4 separate regions of the Mus musculus genome follow, and all the other regions are linked to region 2. A link is a contact called in public HiCAR-type and promoter capture Hi-C data. All regions are on one chromosome and are shown on one strand. Each heading gives the region's core, a stretch centred on a gene start, on an enhancer-like site or on the middle of the called end of the contact. The rest is flanking DNA. Distances are from core to core; before and after follow the strand shown. Region 1 overlaps Ctnnd1 (catenin (cadherin associated protein), delta 1). Region 2 holds the start of Itgav (integrin alpha V). Region 3 holds the start of Med19 (mediator complex subunit 19). Region 4 overlaps Tfpi (tissue factor pathway inhibitor).

What was found. Promoter capture Hi-C pulls out the DNA fragments that hold promoters and counts their contacts. HiCAR-type assays count read pairs that join an accessible place to other places. Capture Hi-C pulls out chosen DNA fragments and counts their contacts.
Region 1: a contact with region 2 is called in a HiCAR-type map of astrocytes, with 3 times the contacts expected there. The contact joins the enhancer-like site here to the promoter of Itgav in region 2. A contact is called at or near these places in 3 of 39 promoter capture datasets (the C10 cell line, cranial neural crest and liver), 1 of 484 Hi-C or Micro-C datasets (the HPC-7 cell line), 11 of 115 datasets of contacts at active chromatin or transcription factors (the NIH/3T3 cell line, astrocytes, embryonic stem cells and 6 more) and 3 of 9 other capture datasets (embryonic stem cells, liver and macrophages).
Region 3: a promoter capture Hi-C map of liver shows a contact between it and region 2, with 5 times the contacts expected there. The contact joins the promoter of Med19 here to the promoter of Itgav in region 2. A contact is called at or near these places in 8 of 39 promoter capture datasets (embryonic stem cells, hippocampal neurons, liver and 4 more), 4 of 484 Hi-C or Micro-C datasets (CD8 T cells, embryonic stem cells, hematopoietic stem and progenitor cells and 1 more), 12 of 115 datasets of contacts at active chromatin or transcription factors (the 230-238 cell line, the NIH/3T3 cell line, astrocytes and 7 more) and 3 of 9 other capture datasets (adipose tissue, embryonic stem cells and liver).
Region 4: a contact with region 2 is called in a promoter capture Hi-C map of embryonic stem cells, with 4 times the contacts expected there. The contact joins the enhancer-like site here to the promoter of Itgav in region 2. A contact is called at or near these places in 4 of 39 promoter capture datasets (cranial neural crest, embryonic stem cells and pre-B cells), 1 of 484 Hi-C or Micro-C datasets (embryonic stem cells) and 8 of 115 datasets of contacts at active chromatin or transcription factors (the 230-238 cell line, the NIH/3T3 cell line, embryonic hindbrain and 4 more).

Annotation. Positions count from the first base shown.
Region 1 is chr2:84,633,032-84,635,731 of GRCm38.p6, reverse strand. The region is part of intron 1 of Ctnnd1 (catenin (cadherin associated protein), delta 1); the gene reads left to right. Among named protein-coding and RNA genes, the nearest start is that of Ctnnd1, 16 kb to the left of the region's middle. Within about 2 kb of position 1,446, at least 300 of the 459 cell types and tissues checked have an H3K27ac peak or open chromatin away from gene starts, as enhancers often do. A contact at or near this core is called in the HPC-7 cell line, the NIH/3T3 cell line, astrocytes and 6 more, where this site is marked.
Region 2 is chr2:83,723,010-83,725,709 of GRCm38.p6, reverse strand. Itgav (integrin alpha V) reads right to left here and starts at 1,313. Exons shown (of 30, transcript NM_008402.3): 1 at 791-1,313. The coding sequence starts at 975.
Region 3 is chr2:84,677,079-84,679,778 of GRCm38.p6, reverse strand. Med19 (mediator complex subunit 19) reads right to left here and starts at 1,377. Exons shown (of 5, transcript NM_025885.3): 1 at 1,118-1,377. The coding sequence starts at 1,334. Tmx2 (thioredoxin-related transmembrane protein 2) reads left to right here and starts at 951. Exons shown (of 9, transcript NM_025868.4): 1 at 951-1,136; 2 at 1,605-1,928. The coding sequence starts at 1,740.
Region 4 is chr2:84,458,480-84,461,179 of GRCm38.p6, reverse strand. All of the region lies in intron 2 of Tfpi (tissue factor pathway inhibitor), which reads left to right. Among named protein-coding and RNA genes, the nearest start is that of Tfpi, 14 kb to the left of the region's middle. Within about 2 kb of position 1,314, at least 28 of the 459 cell types and tissues checked have an H3K27ac peak or open chromatin away from gene starts, as enhancers often do. A contact at or near this core is called in embryonic stem cells, where this site is marked.

The sequences.
Region 1 (2,700 bases), core at 197-2,696, 910 kb before region 2:
TGGAGAGCGGCTCTGCTGCAGAGCCCTACTGAGAAGAGAGCAGCCTTTGTGTCTAATGGGTCTCAGAGCAGCTAGCTACTCTGAGGGATTAGAGGGTGTGAGATCTGACTGTGGCCTTTTACATCTCAGCACTTGAGTTATATAAATGGCCTTGATCTCTTAGCATTGAAGAGCTTACTGAGTTTTGTGTATGCTATGCTTATTTATGGATCTAGGATTTAATTAAGAATGGAATTCTAGGAGGGCATGGATGATGTTAGATAATGTTGATGTACTATGTAGGTTGCAGAAGTTGTTTGGGGTTTGAAGGGGGCAAAGAAACTGGTAATCCTGGAGCCTTTCTGTGTGGCACCTTGCTACCCACAGGAGTACCCACCCTGCCTATTTGATTTCAGCATCCCCTTACTGCAGGTGGCCAATGTTTACCCCTAACCGGGCATAGCTGGTAGTTCCCTGGGATTGAAGTAGTGTACCCATGACAGTTTGTCCTCCTCCTGCTGCCCCCTTTCTTTCTTGTTTTGTTTTTCCTGCTCTTCATTCCAGCTGTGAAGTAGGCATCTTTTATCACTGTTGATTGGGTGGCTGAGTCCTCAACTTCTTGCTAAGCTGGCTAGCTCTGAGCACACACACAGACCCGCCTTTGATTGACCAGGAGGACAGCTGCCCTAGAGGCAGATTGCTAACATACCGCTAGAACAATCCCTTCCCTCTGTCTGATGCTGCCAGCACAGTCTTCTCTGCTTCTTGTTCCTTCTCTTTCTCATCCCAACTGTGATCTTTGCGCTTGACTTAGTGAGATGTCATAATTAAAAAACAATATTTTGATGAGATTTTCTTATTTGAGGTGGCATAAGGGTGACTGTTTTTTGCTAAATTTCTAGATGAGGCTTGCCAATCAAAGTAGGTGATTGGTATAAAGAAGTACCTGATTTTGATTTGAGTACTTGCTCCTTATAAAAAGAAACTTAGTCAGATGCTGGGAGGTGGTGGCTCATGCTTGGGGACCACAGGTAGGCAGATCTCTTTGAGTTCAAGGATAGAAAGGCTACAAGGAGAGACTCCCCGTCTCTAAATACAAAAACAAAACAACAAAAAAGAAACGTATAGAATACGAGCCCCAGAACTGAGGAATGCTTTGCCTTGTAAAGGGAAGGTAAGACCCAAAGGTCCCTCGGGGTGGATCCACTACTCCTTGCCCATGTCTACCCTACTTCCTTCCTCAAACGTGTGTGTGTGTGTGTGTGTGTGTGTGTGTGTGTGTGTGAGAGAGAGAGAGAGAGAGAGAGAGAGAAGATAGGAGCTCACTCTGTAGCCCAGACTAGCTTGAAATTCTCTTGTTTCAGCCTCCCTTGTATTTTTTGTATTTGGATTACAAGTATGTAATACTATCATATCCTGCTCAAAAAATAACAATAAAACCCCTTGTTTTAACTTTTGTGTACTTAGGATGACTCATAACACTGGAAGCATAGAAAGTTCCTACCCTCCCGTGTGGGGAGAAGTACTATGGCCTTGAGTAGGGCTGCTTACCGGCAGTGCTACTTACGATATGTTCACTTAGTATAGCAAAGCAGACATAGCACTGTGGGCAGAGAGCCGCTGGAGCCCACCTAGGTTTTCAGAGAATATGGCCATCACACAGGTACTGGCCAGACCACCTTACAGACAGGTTGGTACTGGATCAGAAGGTACTGAGAAGATTCTGCTGAGAATTTCTATGGGGAGATTGCAGCACACTGTGCTCTAGGCCTGGGTTTTATCTTTCATTCAGATGGGAAAGCATTTCATCCTGTTACCTGTTAATATAGTTAAAGTGTCGTGCTTCCTGTCACTGCTTTCTTCATAGATGCACTGTTGTTCATAAAGACAGATGTTTCCAAAACCTCACAGAAGGGGTATCTATTGATAGTCTCATCAAGGCTTTGAAAAATGAGGGACTTTGTGCATATGGCTCAGGTACATGATTCCACCTTTTCCAAGTTATTTTCAAATGATGAGCAAGAGATGAGGAATGACATAGAGAGAAAGTAAAAGGATTGGTGAGAAGCTGTGTTTTAAAAACAAAGAATGTGAGTTCATGTCAGTTGAATGGCTTCTCCTAAACCCGAAGCGTAAGCTTTTCTTCTAGGGTTTTTTTTTTGGGGGGGGGGGCTGGGGGGAATATAATAAATCACAGCAGATTTAAGAATTTTCCTTCCCTTTCCTTTTTTTAAAAAAAAATTTTAATTAGATATTTTCTTCATTTACATTTCAAATGTTATTCACCCCCCCCTTCCTTCTCTTTTAATAAGAGTTACACAGTATCATCAAATTCTGTTAGATTTTTCTCACTTTACTGCCCTCCCTTCAGGAAGGAGAAAGGCATTTGGCCTGTCCCCTTCCTGGAGTCTGACCCCTCCCCCACCCCTCCCTTTTATCTTAGTTTCCTTATCGGCTTCTCTCGAGCCCTGCTTTTTCCTTATAAGGCTAGGCAAGGTCCCTTTGCTTCTGTTGCAGAGGGATCTAGATGAGTAGCTGTCTCGGTGTCTGTTGAAAAAATTCAGTATCTGTCCCAGTGGAGGGCCTTGGAGAGAGGCACCTGGCTAATGGGGGAGGAGAGGGAGGTGGCCTGGCCTGAGAGATCAGAAGGACTTGTTAGACCAGTCCTGTGTATGTGTCATACAGCTCCAAAGAGAAGCAGGTTTTGTTTCTTTCCATGCC
Region 2 (2,700 bases), core at 64-2,563:
ACAACTTTAATCCAAAAACACGACATTAGCCGTCACAAATCCTCAGGAACTTTGCAACACGGGACGTGAGTAATTTGAAAGCCTACGTGACCTGCTGTATTCTTCAGCATTGAAGTGACCTGCAGAGAGTGAAAACTCAGCAAACACCCTCGCTCTGTCTGAACAATGACCTAAATAGTGGACTAGAAAGGAGCAGATGACGCATTCCATTCATCTGGTGGACCTTAAACGCGCAAAGGTCTCATAGTCCTTTACAAATTAATACAACAATTTGGTCACTTTAGTCATCGGAGTGTCTAGAAGAGGAGTGGGAAAAAAACCGAGAGAGAGAGAGAGAGAGAGCGAGAGAGAGAGAATCAGACGAAGGAAGAGCTAATTTCAGAAAGCAAAAAGCACTAGGAAGAGGCTAACTGGTTGATACGGAAGAAAAAAATTCTGGGGCCAAGTGAAGCAAGTTACGGAATGACAAGAGATGGCCAAAAGTCTCGCAGGACAAGCCTGTACAGATGTCTCACTTTTCCTGGATGCTTAACAGAGCTCCTTCAAAGCTCTCTCGCACTGTCCCCAGCCAATCAGAAGAAGTTGGGGACACGGTGAAACTGGATGCTGAGTGTCAGGTTAGGTCATCCCCACAAAAGTTTCATCCATGCCAGACCTGGGCCAGCCGCGGCATGGAGAGAGTAGGCGGGTTTGGGGCCGGGAGGACCCTGGAGCCAGCGGCTGGGTGCGGATCCGCTGAGGGTGCGCGGTGGGGGAGGGGGCGCCTGGGGACTCGAGCGCGGCCACTTACGAGGACGTGCTGGGCTCGAAGAAGTCCACGGCGAATCCGAAGTAACTTCCCTCGGGACCCGCATACTCGGCGGGACTTTCGACGTCCAGGTTGAAGGCGTCGGCGAGGGGCAGCAGGAGACCCGGCAGCAGCAGCAGGAGGCCGCCGGGGCGAGGGCGTAGCAGCAGGCGCCCGGGAGCAGCCATCGCCGGGGCGCGCGCGGGGCGCAGAGCCGAAAGACTTCAGTCCCTGTCCCGGTGCTCGGTGGCCGCGGCCCGCCGCCTGCGCGCCCCCGAACTGCCGAGCTGTGCTGTGCGCTTGCGGTCAAGGGCGGCGGGGCGGCCGGGCGGCGCGAAGCTGAGCCGGGCGGCACCCAGGAGGAGCGGTGTCCGACCCGGGACTCCGGCTCTGTCGCTGGCTCGCGCGGTGCCTGGCGCTGAGAAGTGGCGGGGCGAGCACAGTACCTCGGAACCGTGAGCAGCCCGGACTGGGGGAGGAGGCCGGGGAGGAGGAGGAGCCGGCCAGGCCGGGCCGCCCCGCCGAAAGAGGAAGTCGCGCTCACGGTGGCCTCCCACAGGAGAAGGCCGGGCGCACTTCCGTGCGCGCTGGCGGCCGGTCCTCCGAGGCTGTCCCGGGACTGCGGCCCAGATCCAAAGGACCAGGGGGGCAGTGGCAGCGCGCCTCCAGCCGAAGCCCTGCAAGCCGGGGACTGGCTGCAATCAAAAGAAAAAGAACCAGGCACACCCCGTTCCCTGGTTCCTCCAGGCACTTCTGAGGGACTTTTGTTTAAGAATGCGGAAAGCTTTATCCGCTTCTCTTACTTCTGCCACTTAGCCCGGCAGGCGCTCACCAACAGAACTCTGTAATTATATGCCATTTCCCTCCCCTTCCATCCTCCACACACTGAACTTAATTATAAACTCCCAGAGGGCTAGCACAGCTCCTCCCGGATGCGGTGTGTGGAACTGGATCTCACTGGCTGACAAAAACGTTGCAAGGCAAAGTTTAGGTGATGAGCCTCTCAAATCCACCCAGAAGACTTCAAGCCTGTGCTTGGATCTTCTCTTTTCTTTCTTTTACTTCCTTTCCTTTTTTCTTTTCTGTTTCTTGCTTTCCAGTTCCAATTCTTCTTCTGGCCTCTGTGTGTATCAGGCATGTACGTGGGTCACACCCATACACACAAAATAAGTCTTTTTTGTTTTGTTTTGGTTTTTTTTGGTTTTTTTTTGTTTGTTTTTGTAAATTTGCTCAGTATTCCTGTGTTCTATGTATATCAAGTGCTAAACAATTTGATGAATGGGCCGGGAGTGGTGATCCATGCTTTTAATGTGGTGGCAAATGCTTTTAATCCTAGCACCATGAAGTGAGAAGCAGGAGGATCTGGTCTGTGTAGCAAATTCCAGGCTGGCCAGGCCTACAGGTAAGACCTTGTCTCAGAAGGGAGGAGGAAGAGGAAGAGGAGGAGCAAGATAAGAAGGAAGAGGAGGAAGAGGAGAAGGGTGAGACGAAGAAAGAAGAAGGAATGAAGAATTTGGTCAATAGGATAAAATGATTAAATATAAATGCATTGCTTAGGCCTTGCATACTTCCAAGTAAAGTAGTGGAGAATTTGAACTATTTTCCCAAAACAGTTATTAAAAATCAGTCCCAGACTAAGCACAGAGGCAGTAGGCCCCCCTGAGCCCAGTCAACATAAGAAGATCCCTGTCTCACACAGCAGAAAAAACACCTCAGTGTCAGCATGCATTCATCTCATAACATAAGTAATCATGTGTGGGGGTGTGGATAGCCTTAGTTGGGTTAAGCAAGTTGATTTTTAAAATGTAAAAAATAAGCAGCAAAACTGTTGGGAGATCTTATCAGCCACAGGCTAATACCTATGTAAAAGCCACCTCAGAGACAGGAAATCCTGTGTGGATACTTATACACAA
Region 3 (2,700 bases), core at 128-2,627, 950 kb before region 2:
CCTGAGTGCTGGTATGGAGTACTACAAGTTCCCCAAGACTTAACATGTCCAGAACGCCTCTTAAGTTTTAGCTCTTCAAATTTTTTCTTTCCATGCCTTCCTAGTCTCAGACTACTGTACCCTTTGTACAGGACACTCACAATTCCTCTCTCTGTGTATATTTAGTTCTTTATTTCTGTAGGCTTTACCTTTAACATGTATCCTGTATTCATTTGCTTCCCGACCACTAAGCCCTGGTCCAAACCATTCCTTTTCTGAACACTGACTGGCAACTTCTGATTATCCTATTTTCATTTTTCATGTTTCTGCTGGATATCTAAAAATCACTAAATTAGATCATTTTGCACCTATATTGAAATGACTTCAATTTGAACTTTAAACAACCTACCTTGCCTTATAAAAGCCTCTACCTATTTCCCATCACTACTGGATTTTTTCCGCTTTCCTGAGTCCAATGTGTCTTCTGCCCCTCAGATATTCTAAGCCCCGCCCCCCAAGGTCTCCTGATTTAGTTTCTTGTACCTAGTATCTCCTCTCTATCCAAACAGGGATGGCTTTGTTTATTCTTGAATGCTACCTACTCAGAAATGATTCTGTGAACGCGACGCCTTTTGCAAGGCAGGCAAGAGTTCTACCACTGAGCCACGCCCCCCACCACCACAATTTCCCCGAATAATTTTATGAAAGTAAGAATTGATTCAATTCTAATCCTTTCTTTGAACAGGTTAATCTCCGAGTCCCTGACAAGGAAGGCAACTTGCTACAAACCAACAAGTTTGTGACAGACTTTAAACTAAAATCTTAAGTGTCTCCAGAAATGTTAAATCGGGTCTCCCGAGTTCTAAACAACGGCTCACGTTTTTATAGAGTCACAAACGGCAGTCAGAGAACCCGGATCACAGAACTTCTCGCTGAAGGTTGTCCCAGATATTCACACCCAACCCAAACCCACCCCAGAAAATCAAGTTATCCCTTAGGGTTGTGAATCGCCAAAGGGCTTCTGACACTGTTGCCCACTGGCCCCGCGTAGCCCTGTTATCTCACACCTAGCGGGACAGGCTAGCCACACCCTCACCTGAACTACAATCTGAGTGGCTACTCTTGGCCTACTACTCACCTGGCAATTCCCGCATCAGGTAGAAGGGGCCACTTCCAGCCGTCGACTTATCCGCTCCTGCGGGGGCCGAGGTTGCCGTCGAGGGCGGGGCTGCGCCTGGACCACCTCCCGGAGGAGGAGGGGGTGGCGGGGGTGGCTTTCCAGGCCCAAAGCCTAGGGCGCTTGGTGGCGGTGGGGGGTCAGTCTGAGCTCCAAACAGTGCCGTGAAGTTCTCCATAGCACTCTGCGCTCCTGGTTACCCGGGATCGGGCGTTAATTACTTTGATTGGACAGTACTTTCACAGGGTACCACCCTCTTCGTCTAAGAGTGTCCCATCATTGGATACATTAAGCCCCGCCTACCATCTTCCGGCAACTTACTTCCGTCGCCTGAGAGACTGGTTAGGAAGGTGGTTCGCAGACTAATAGCCAATAAAATGACTCAGTTAGAAAAGCGACAACGATGAGGACCAATAGACTATTTAATTCATTTTCTGATCTATTATAGCATCCAATAAGAGATCTACATCCGGGTCTGGAGGCGTTGCATCTGATATTTGGTCCAATAGAAGCCTTGCTGGTGGGGGCGGAGGACGAAGATTTGGGGAGCGGGAGTGAGCCTGCGAGAGAGTAGGCAGGAAAGATGGCTGTCCTTGCGCCTCTGATTGCTTTGGTGTACTCGGTGCCGCGGCTTTCTCGATGGCTGGCCCGACCTTATTGCCTTCTGTCTGCTCTGCTTTCCATTGCTTTCCTCCTCGTGAGGAAACTGCCACCGATTTGCAATGGTCTCCCCACGCAACGCGAAGATGGCAACCCGTGTGACTTTGACTGGGTGAGCGCCCCCTGCCTTACCAGCTCTCGACCTTGACCATCCCTGCCCTGCAGGTGCATGTGAAAATCTGGGAGCAGGTTTCGGGATGTAGCCGCCTTACAGACTGAGTGCAGAGCCTAGGCCGTTATCTAGTCATAACCTCCGTGTTTAAGATGGAGAAACAGATTACAGGGTTTCCATCACAGATGAACAGTATTCTACAGTGATTCCAAGCTACCTGGGGCGCCAGTGAAGAAAAGGCCAATAGTAGAAATACCATTAAATTTTTTTTGTTTAATTTTTAACGAAGTGATCACAGTGTAGTTAGGCGATTTCCCAAGGAAACGCAGCGTTCAGAAAGTGCTGTCTAACCTTATTCAATTCTCTGATAGACTGGCAGACGAAGGTCGCTGACTCAACAAAATAAATGACTTGGATGGAAAATCGAATACTCTGGGCATAGTAACTATGCACACTATCTTCCTGCGGTGGGATAGAAAAACAGGGAAGATTACAAAAATATGAGGTGTGGGGAGGGAGGCCCCTCAACCATCTAAGAAGCAGTATGTAAGAACAATTAACATTTGCCGTAAAGGTTGTGGACATAGAGCTAATAAATACCTATACAGGTATTTATGCTAAAATAGCAATGACCAGGACTTAAGGCCTAAAGGTATTGATATAACCTTGGGCAGGCCTCACATGTTCTGGGACTCTCAAATAAGATTAACTTTGTTTACATTAAAGATACAGTACTGTTGCCAGGCTTTGTGTTGTACCCTTTTGATCCCAG
Region 4 (2,700 bases), core at 65-2,564, 740 kb before region 2:
GTGTATTAAGAAAGTAGCCGAACTCTTTCAATGGCTCAGAATCCAGGAATGGTGAGGCTCATATTCTATGCTGTGTGGAGGGGAAAAAAGGAAGAGGCTGTCCTGAGACAGAGAATAAAGCGATTAGAGATCCCTGATGGTGCTCAGTCACTTGGTTCTAGCTGTTTCTGAGATTAATACAAATCAGTCCTTCTAGGCCCAGGTAGCTCCACATTGTCTGGAACGTGGTTAGTGACATTTTGACCGAATTCATCTAAGCTGGTTTTGACTACGTTGGAACCAAGCACAGACTAGATGACTAAATAAGTGATTTTTTTAAGCTGCAGCCTTTAAATAGGATTAACTTGGTAGACGTAGAGTCTCTATTCTTGAGTTTTTAGCAGGCATTCTACCTAAGCCGGCATTCTGAACCAGGCAGACAAAAACCTTACCTCCCAGTACATTCAAAACACAGCTGCAACGGACTTCCCGTGGAACCAAATGGAATCAAAGCGTCTCCGAAAGTATTTGAAAAAAATCAAATTAAAACCTAGATGTTTAGTAGAAATACTCTTTATAATCACATGTGTGGATCAGACTCTCATAATGGCATGAGGTATGTTGTATGAATTATAAATTTGTAACATTTTCAATGGGCACACATTACTTCACTATTCATGTATTTCAGTCCACCCATGCCTTTTTTATTTCTTTTTCTTTTTCTTTTCTTTCTTTCTTTCTTTCTTTTTTTTTTTTTTTTTTTTGAGATAGGGTTTCTCTGTGTAGCCCTAGCTGTCCTGGAACTCACTCTGTAGACCAGGCTGGCATGGAACTCAGAATATTTATGTATTTTCTATTTGTCAGTATTCTGATTTGGCAGTTTCTGGAATCAAGAATTATGACAGAAATTTCTATAACTTAAAAATTATGCAGTCTTAGTTATTCTGTTATAGAAGTAAAAATTGAGACAATAACGTATATGATACAAAGACAGGCATTTGAAGGGGTAGCTGTAGATCACGCATTTGCGCTGACTCTGAAGCCTCAACATCCCGTTTCCCGGTCCTTTCCCGGTCCGGCATCGTTTCCTTTCCCCTTTGAGTGCAAAGAGGAAGTCTTTGTGTGTGTGTGTGTGTGTGTGTGTGTGTGTGTGTGTGTGTGTGTGTGTGTGTATTTTGTTTTTTAAAGCTACATGTTTTTCAACTTCTTTTCCTTTTAAGATCCAGATCTTTAAATCTTTCTGAAACAGGAAATGTCCCACTTCCTACGGGAATCCATTTCCCTCGGGCTGCAAAAGGGCTGGCTCATCACTTGCCTGTCTTAAAGGCGGACAACTCCTTAAACCAGGGAAAGGTGACTTGATGAGCTGCAGGGAGGGAGTGGCTGGGGTCCATTGTGTTCAGCTACTCAGTGCTTATCTCGCAGAAAACCTGGTTAGGAAACGGGAGTTCTCAAACAAATACCACAAGAGACAAGGAGGGGATTTGTGACAATGCTTCCTTCTGAAGGAGGGACCAAAGCAAGAGGAAAGAGAGACAAAGTTGAGAGCTGCCTTCAGAATGTTGACGTCAAGAACAACAAAATAATTGGAAAATAAGAGTTCTGACTAAGAAAGCAAAGTTGCTGAGTGGCATGGAAAGTGCAACCTGTTTATACCCAAACCAGTTTTTAAAAACATACTAATATAACAAGTATAATAAGCAGGTATTTTATTATTTTAGTATATATATTATATATACATATATGTGTGTAATATATTATATATAATTATATATATAATATTTTGTGTACATATACAAAATCATATAAAATATTATATATAATCTTTAATGATTTTTTTACTATTTACATTTTTCACACTTTTTCTAATTAGATATTTTCTTCATTTACATTTCAAATGCTATCCCAAAAGTCCCCTATACCCTCCCTCCTGCCCTGCTCCCCAACCCACCCATTCCCGCTTCCTGGCCCTGGCATTTTCCTGTACCGGGGCATATGATCTTCTCAAGACCAAGGGCCTCTCCTCCCATTGATGGCCTACTAGGCCATCCTCTGCTACATATGCAACTAGAGACACAGCTCTGGAGGGTACTAGTTAGTTCATATCGTTGTTCCTCCTATAGAGTTGCAGACCCCTTCAGTTCCTTGGGTACTTTCTCTAGCTCCTTCATTAGGGGCCCTGTGTTCCATCCAATAAATGGCTGTGAGCATCCACTTCTGTATTTGCCAGGCGGTGGCATAGCCTCACAGGAGACAGCTATATCAGGGTCCTGTCAACAAAATCCTGCTGGCATATGTAATGGTGTCTGGGTTTGGTGGCTGATTATGGGATGGATCCCCGGGTGGGGCAGTCTCTGGATGGTCCTTCCTTCCTTCTCAGCTCTGAACTTTGTCTCTGTAACTCCTTCCATGGGTCTTTAATGATTTTTTACAGTCCAGTTGTTACCCCATTCTGGTCTGCCTCTGACAGTTCCTCATCCCATTCCTTCCTCTTTCCCGAAGTCCCCTCTCAAAGAGGATCCCCCCACCCCCACTTCTCCACTCCCTGGGACCTCTAGTCCCTCAAGGGTTATGTGTGGCATCTCTGACTGAAGCCAGACCTGGCAGTCCTCTGCTGTATATACATGTCAGGGGCCTCAGTCCAGCTAGTATGTGCTGCCTGCCGAACCAGTTTTTTTATTCATTCATTTTAGGTTGCATTTACAGCATCAAGCCATCATT